Linked DNA regions of Mus musculus: region 2 is linked to region 1. Evidence: chromatin contacts called from public Micro-C data. All regions are on one chromosome and are shown on one strand. The core of a region is the stretch at or near the end of the contact, and the rest is flanking DNA. Distances in the headings are between cores, read along the strand shown.

What was found. A called contact is a pair of places that touch in the nucleus more often than the background predicts.
Region 2: a contact with region 1 is called in a Micro-C map of embryonic stem cells, with 2.0 times the contacts expected there. The contact joins the promoter of Ppm1e here to the promoter of Gdpd1 in region 1. A contact is called at or near these places in 1 of 39 promoter capture datasets (neural stem cells), 1 of 484 Hi-C or Micro-C datasets (embryonic stem cells) and 2 of 115 datasets of contacts at active chromatin or transcription factors (bone marrow-derived macrophages and pancreatic cancer cells).

The regions. Positions count from the first base shown.
Region 1 is chr11:87,072,608-87,076,593 of GRCm38.p6, reverse strand. Gdpd1 (glycerophosphodiester phosphodiesterase domain containing 1) reads left to right here and starts at 2,457. Exons shown (of 10, transcript NM_025638.2): 1 at 2,457-2,758. The coding sequence starts at 2,617.
Region 2 is chr11:87,356,731-87,360,839 of GRCm38.p6, reverse strand. It overlaps Ppm1e (protein phosphatase 1E (PP2C domain containing)), which reads left to right and starts at 1,846. Exons shown (of 7, transcript NM_177167.4): 1 at 1,846-2,391. The coding sequence starts at 1,937. Gm33937 (a long non-coding RNA gene) reads right to left here and starts at 3,311. Exons shown (of 5, transcript XR_003949755.1): 1 at 2,947-3,311; 2 at 1,970-2,814; 3 at 898-995; 4 at 572-676; 5 at 1-206.

The DNA of each region.
Region 1 (3,986 bases), core at 1,208-3,707:
GGGGACACTCTATATATAGCCTCTTGCTGTTCTAGAATTTGCTATGCAGAATAGGCTGGCCTGGAACTCCTGCCTCTGCTTCAAGAGTTCTGGGATTAAAGGAATGCATCACTTTACCTGGGTCTTATTTATTTCTTATATGTATGAGTGTTTTGCCTGTTTATGTACCATATGCATGCTTGGTGCCCACTGAGGTCAGAAGAAGGTGTTACATCCCCTGGAACTGGAATTATGGACACGGTTGTGAACCCATCCTGTGGGTATTGGGAACTGAACCCAGATCCTCTGCAAGAACAAGTGCTCTTGCCAGGTGGTAGTACACATCCCAGTACTCAGGAGGCAGAGGCAGCCTGGTGTATAGTGAGTTCCAGTACAGCCTGGGCTACACAGAGAAACGCTCTCCAAAAGCAAAAATATAAACAGCAACAAAGAGGTAGGAGGAAGATGGAAGGAGGAGGAAAGAAGAGAGAGGAAGGAAGGAAAAAAGAAAAGGAAGGAAAGAAAAAAGCCGGTTGTGGTGGCACACACCGGTAGGATTTGCTGAAGGAGGCAGAGGCAGGAGGATCACAAGTTTGAGCCTGGGCTGCTACACATTTAAAAAAAAGAAAAGAAAAAAGTGCTTTTAACTGGTTGAGCCATCTTTCCAGCCTCTGGCCTAAGACTCAATACTCCTTCCTCAGCCTTAGTATTACAGATGTGTGCTAACAAAGAAACTTTGAGCACTAGGCATTGAACTCAGATCTCAAGTATACCACTGAGTTACATCCCCACTCTTGTTTGTTCTTAATATTTGAAAACAGTAACTAGCTTGAATTCATTCTGTAACCCAGGCAGACCTAGATTTTACAATCCTACTGCCTCAACCTCCAGAGTTGCTGGGATTACAGACCTGTACCCTCAGGCCTGACTTAAATGTTCTTTAATTAAATACCTATTCTATGAAATAATTTGCTAAATCTCACCAATCTATAGTAACTTTCCCCAGCATATGACAATCACCAATTGTGATTATGCTATCAATTAGATAAGTGCAAAATAAGTTGAGACCCAATGTAGTGTATTGTAATTGATCCTATTTTCCCAGATACATTTAAAATAGTGTCCTGACAGGATTAGATATTTTAGTCCCAATGTTTGTGAAATAGAGTGTTTACCACCTTTCCAAAAGCTGCCACTTGACCCAGCAAGATGGCTTAGTGGGAAAAGGAGCTGCCACCTTAGGTCTCCTTAGGTTGTCCTCTGCCTTTACACGTGCACACACATACACTACACAGGAAATAAGTAAATGCATAAAAAATAAATAAACGAGATAGGATCGGGTGCAGCAACCCTTGCCTGCAGTTCCAGCTAATGAGCTGGATGAAACCAAAAGACTGCTTCACCCTTAGGAGTTTGAAGCCAGCCGGAGCTCAATACTGTGAGTCTGCCTGTTGTTGCAATTGTCCTGGGACTCAAACCCCTGGCCTTAAGGGAAGGCAGACGCAAGTGGATCTCTAGCCCTATTGTCATAGCGAGTTCCAGATCAGCCTCGGTACATAGTGAGACCCAGTCTCTAAGGGGGGGGGGGGCCGGGGGGGAGGAGACAGGAAGGGAGGGAGAGAGAACGGAGAGAGGAAGGGAGAGAGGAGAAAAGGGAAAGAAAAGAATCCCAATACTTAGAAGGCAGAGGCAAACTGGTCTCTGTGAATCAAGAGGCCAGCACACAGTCAACACAGTGAGACACCCTGTCTCAATAAACAAATCCAAACCTTGAATGTGCTTGGAAAGTGCTTTACAACTGAGCCACAGCCACAGCCTTTGTGGCTAATTACTTTGCATAAAATACGATCCACAGCTGGGCTTGCCTACCATCCCAACACTCTGGAGGCTGAGGTAGAAGAACCTGAAGTCGAAGACTCTATCCTCTGGTATATAGTGAATTCAAGCCCGGACTGGGCTAAGTAGATCCTATCTCACAAAACCAAGACCCTGCCCCCATAAAACGTGGTTCCTACTGTATTTCTAGTTTGTAAGGTAGGAGATGAAAAAGAAAAATGGAAAAGTTAGTTGCCAGTCTTTATAGGAAAGGACTTAGTGGTCAGTTTCTTTATTCATGTTTATTTTGTACTGGGGCTTGAATCCCGTACGATCTAACCAACTAGGCTACGAGTTCGAGGTATCAGTAACAATTCTTCGCTTTTCCCACAGAAAGGACTAGGACCTGGCCTGGAATCCTCCTTTGATGCACATTTCCCAGTTACGTCAGATTTTCCCCGAAGGCTATCCTGGCTTGAGAGCGTTTTCGGCTTAGGGACTGCCCAAACAAATCCAAACAAATAAAACCACTGGCAAGTTTCCAACCTCTTGCCTCGGGGTCTTCTTCGAAGCACCTGCGCGTGGGACCACAGCTGCCAGACGCCCAACGCTCCGCGCCGTAGCGCGCCTGCGTATCTGAGCCCCTTTGTTGCTCGGGCGCTGGGGTCGGGCTGCGCCTGCGTGCTGAGTCCGCACGAACAAGTGCGCTACGCCGAGGGCACCGGCTGAGGGCGAGCAGACCTCGAGCAGCTGCCGGCGCTGCGGCCGTTGCTACCATCACAGCACAGTCGGGGTCTCAGGCCCAGAAGGCGGTGACCGAGGATGTCGTCCACCGCGGCTTTTTGCCTTCTCTCTACTCTGGGGGGATATTTGGTCACCTCGTTCTTGTTGCTTAAATACCCAGCGTTGCTGCACCAGAGAAAGAAACAGCGATTCCTCAGTAGGCACATCTCTCACCGCGGAGGTGAGAGGGGTCCCCAGAACCCGATGGCGGGGATGGGGGAGGCTTCCTAGCAGGAGGTAGAGGATGGGGATTCTGGAGAGGCTGACGAAGAATGGGCTCCTGGAACTGGAGGGCTTCCTCAGATGAGTGGTCCGGAGGGGAGGGAAGGAAAGGGGTCTCGTGTCCCAGTCCTGGTGGGCGTCTCTGGGGAGCTAGGGTGACAGGGCTTCTGTGAGGAGGAGAAGCGCAGGATGAGAGACAGAAGTGGGGCGTTCCTCGGCCGATGGAGGGATGATCGGGAGGTCCCTTCTTGGCAGCCTGGCACAAAGCCGGTGCAGATCCAGGAGACACCCGCAGGGGGAAGTAGGAACGGACAGACTGCTTGGAATAGGCTGGTGGCTGAGTCCGTGGGGAAGAGCTTGGGCTCCGGCAGAGCTGAGGATCTGCGAGTACCTGGAGCGAGAGCTGAGGAGTCTGCGATGCCACGCTCCACGCGTTTGTAATTGAGCTCTGGAGAGAAATGTCTCCAAACCAGGGACATTTTCCAAGGTCACAGAGTGTGGACTGAAGTGGCACAAGCAACTTGGAGAGTTCTGGTTCTAAGGATTCCAAAACCTAGCACCTGGGTTGTTGTTTTACTTTGATTTTTGAACATTACCCCAGCAATGGTTGGTGGGCTTCTAAAAGACTAAAATATTTAGCTTATGATCAGTCAGTATTTTTTTAAAGATGTTTCTCTTGCAAAAGTATATTGCTTTTATACAATATCAAGTATATAAGGGTTGAAGCGAGTCCGCTCCGCCTTCTAATTTACTATAACAGGCCACATCTTTGCTTCTTCACTGCTGTTCAATAATGTGGCTTCAGGACATTTCAATTTTTTTTTTTTTATAAGTAATAGTTTTAATTTTTTTTTTAAAGATTTATTTATTTATTATATGTAAGTACACTGTAGCTGTCTTCAGACACTCCAGAAGAGGGAATCAGATCTCTTTACAGATGGTTGTGAGCCACCATGTGGTTGCTGGGATTTGAACTCTGGACCTTCGGAAGAGCAGTCGGGTGCTCTTACCCACTGAGCCATCTCACCAGCCCAGGACATTTCAATCTTAAGGTATAAATTATGAAAATTTTCGGTCACTTTAAACTTTTCTTTAGGGTGAATATAGCACCGGGTTAAAATTGCCTGAAATGTATCATACAATGGTAAACTCTATAGTTTAAAATTTGATGGAGTACCGTAATGATT
Region 2 (4,109 bases), core at 597-3,096, 280 kb before region 1:
CAGTCCAGGCTGACCTAGGACTCAGAGCACCACTGGTCTCTGCCTCCAGAGTACTGGGATTAAGGGTTGTGCCAGCACCCCAGCTCTTCTCTAGTTTTTCTGAAATGGCAGTAAGCAAGTAGGTCGAAAACAAATGACTTTGAGGGCTTTCTTGGCATCCCATGGAGCAGTTTCTTTCTACAGACTAGTTTGGTCTTTCCATTCATCTTAGGAAAAAAAATAGAAAAAATTCTAAGTGCATTATTTACTATACACTTTCTATCATGTATTATTTAATCTTGACCTAGGAGAGAGCATAGAACTCTATTTTACATGATACCATTAGTAAGTTCAACCCACTTAATCTTAAAATAACAGTATCGGGTCAGGGATTTAAAAATACAGCATTATAGGAAAACAGTTGGTGAGAACGCACCCTCTTCTGTCATTAATAACTGACTGGAAATGGTATTTCTGATCCTAAATCCAGCTGAAACCCAGAAACAATAAATGGAGAGATGGAGTGGATAATTTGTGAGTACATGTTTTTTCAAAGCAGAGGGGAAAAATCACTATGTTTGTGCTGAATTACATGCTGCCGTGGACGTGGTAGTATGCAGCAATGATGCTATCATCCATACAGCTGTACAGCACAGCATCTTCAAAGCACCCACCACCAACATCATCACCATGAAGCCTGAAAATAATAGGTTTGTTTATAGTTTGGTAAGAAAATTAGAATAATTTAAAGTCATTTCAGTTCTAGCTTGGGGGAGGGAGTAAGAAGAGACACAGGAGGTGGTGGGGAAGAACAAACAAAATATAGACAAAATACGGATTATATGGTAGGATAATATAATATAATGACATGCATTATACAGAAACTAAGCAGGGGTTTTTGGGTGATGGAAAACTTACAAGTGAAATCTACCACTTCAATCTCGGATTGAATTCTTGTTGCATCGCTTGCTTTTGACCTTGAGCAAAGTCACTGTTTTGAAGGCTTGTTTCCTCATCTGTAAAACAGAATCCTAACGGTAATAACCTTTGCCTTAAAAGGCTGTGAGGATTAGAGACGAACACGTGTAAACTGCAAAGCCCTATATAAATAAGACATTGTGTAGATACGAGGCACAGCTAGATTTTCATAGAGCAGAGTTAAGGGGAAAGATTCTAAAGGCTTTGGAGACTTTGAAAGGGGCTCTAACACCAATGCCACAGCTAGAAAGTCTTGACTTTTAAGCAAGCGAATTACTGTTTAATTTCTCACGTTCATCTTTTTGAGAAAGGAGGATACATAGAATCAAACGAAAGAACCTAGACAAAGGAAACTACCCTTTTTGGGTGCTCGTGCCTGGACCTTTACTTTTTCAACACATATCATTAGTAAAAGGTGTTTACTGCGTGCCATCGGATCAAGAGATATACTACGGCAAGGCAAGCAGATAAGGAAACTGAAGTCAGTACACTCCTGGTGGAACCAACAGAGATGTCTCAGTGCTTATCATGAAACTAGGGTCTTCACCCCACAAAGACCATTCGAAGTTGGAGTGCAGGAGTCCAGCGTCCTTACCACTCCACAGACTCGACGGGAGGGACCTTGGAATTCTTAATTAGAACCGGTTGCCATGGCGACAGTCTCTAGGCAGCGTGGGCTGAGCTCTCGGTAGGGATTGCGGGTGGGCCGCCGCTGGACCCTGTGCGCGCGCCCGCCACCAACTTTCCCTCCAGACCGGAGCGGGGTGGCGCGCTCCGCCCCCGCCCCCGGGCCGCGCACGTCCGAGCTCGGTGGCGCGCACGCCTGCGGGAGCCCTCTCCAGGCAACCCAGTGCTGATCGCCGGTGCCCGTGCGGCCGTTCCCCCTCCGTAGCGGGAGGCGAGGCTCCGAAGCAGCCCCCTCCTCCTCCTGGGCTCACCTCCCACCCCCTTCCCGGTGGACCTCGGGGCATGAGCAACGATGGCGGGCTGCATCCCTGAGGAGAAAACTTACCGGCGCTTCCTGGAGCTGTTCCTGGGCGAGTTCCGCGGACCGTGCGGTGGCGGCGAGCCAGAGCCCGAACCCGAATCCGAGCCCGAGCCCGAGCCCGAAGCCGAGCTAGTCGCGGCTGAGGCGGCCGAGGCTTCGGGGGAGGAACCGGGGGAGGACGCTGCGACGGTAGAGGCGACCGAGGAGGGGGAGCAGGACCAAGACCCCGAGCCCGAAGACGAGGCGGTGGAGGAGGAGACGGCGACGGAGGGCGAGGAGGAGGAAGAGGAGGAAGCGGCTGCCCCGGGGCACTCGGCCGTGCCGCCACCGCCGCAGCCCCAGCTGCCACCGCTGCCCCCGCTCCCACGGCCGCTGTCGGAGCGCATCACCCGAGAGGAGGTGGAGGGCGAGAGCCTGGACCTGTGCCTGCAGCAGCTCTACAAATAGTTAAGTAGCGGGGCTCGGCCGCGGGTGGGCCGCCATCCCCGGGGTGCCGGCCTGGGTTCCCGTCCCCGCTACCCATGTCCCCGCGGGGCACCCGGGCGGGGTCCCCCCCGCCTGCCCCCGGCCCCTCTTCGCTGGCCCTCTCGGCCAGCTTCTCGGCCACTTCGCACACCTTCCTCCAGAACCTTCCTGCCAAGGTCTTCCCTCCCGTCTTGGGCTCCCCATTCTTCCCTGCGCCTTTCTTCCCGGGGTTTCCTCCCACCTTCGTCTGTCTGTCCTTTCCCGGGCTGCGTTCCTTGTTGGGCGGTGGGGACGCGCGACTCCTTTACAGGCAGTAAGAGGTGCCTTTCTACATAACCGCAACAAAGCTAATACCGTCGGTGCCCAGAGGAGCCCAGACCCCTAGATTTTCCGTCAGGCGCTCACTGTTGAAATGAAAAGGCTCTATAGATGGCTTTCTTACGTGAGAGCCTAGTATCATACTTTGCAGACATTTGACAGCATATAATTGAGAGCGGTAGGGAGGAATTGGGAAGGAAGGGTAAGTAAAACCCTACCGAGCAAGCCGTTAGGTGAAAAGACGAGGTCGTAAGTCAGAAAAGTCAGCCTGGTTGGATAAAATTGCAATTAAGTGCAGTATTTTCAGTCCATTAAGTAGATGGGGTGGGAGGTGGGAGAAAAGCAGATGGCTTAGCTACCCAGATGCAAGTCTAAAATAGAAAGGTCAAGGCTTTGCCTTTCATCCGAGTTCTGCTTTTTATGGGCTTGAAATAGAAACGGTTTACAATCGCGTTTCTTTCCAAATGGAATTGTTCTGAAATAATGCCTCTGCAAACACTGGGAAACCCGAGAGTCTTTTGCCATTCAGCTAATAGTTGTAATGAAAGGTGTTACTCTGACCACCCCAAAAGTTTACTATCGCAAGATTCACTGCGGCTAAGTTCAAACCCACTTCCTGGATTTCTCCAAAGCCTGGAGGGGGCTAGAAAAGAAAGCTATTTTGTCTTCATCAGACCTCATAGACAACTGATCAAACCATTCTCCTGTTAAAAGCAGCAGCCTGTCAAAGGGAAAAGCCACTGAGCAGATCTGTAGAATTGGACTGTGCGGATGCCACACTTTATAAACCATCCAGTAATTAATTTTAAAATACTGTTCAATTACCAGGGGAATTGTGTGTTTTGGGGAAATGCAAAAATAAAATGGCGTGTAATACCACCACCTGGGGATAAACAGCATTAATGGTTGAGTATTTCTTTTTTTTTTTTTTTAACTATCACAGAAAAGGACCTACAGAATGCCATTTTAAAAAAATTACATGATTCAGACACTTAAATATAGTGGAAGTATTTACCAAAGTGAAGGGATTTATCTCAGACTAGTACTATCTGGACAGTTTTTACCCTTACACATATGCTCCCAGAACAATTTAAGGATTAGGGACGCTCCCATACTGCCATTAATGTAGTACAGTCTGAACATTTCAAGGCTTTTAAAACTGAGATGCACAGAATGAAATGGTAAGATGTGGGTGTTTTTTTATTTTTAATGTGATAAGGAAACAAGATTAATCAAAATGTACATATCAATTAGAAAAATGATTACGATGAGAAGGTGATTGCCAATGAAGCACAGAAGTTTGTGTTTGAGTTAAAACTAGCAAAATTACAGCTAGAAAATATTATTTCCCCTTAAATTGGACACTTATACTCTGACTTCA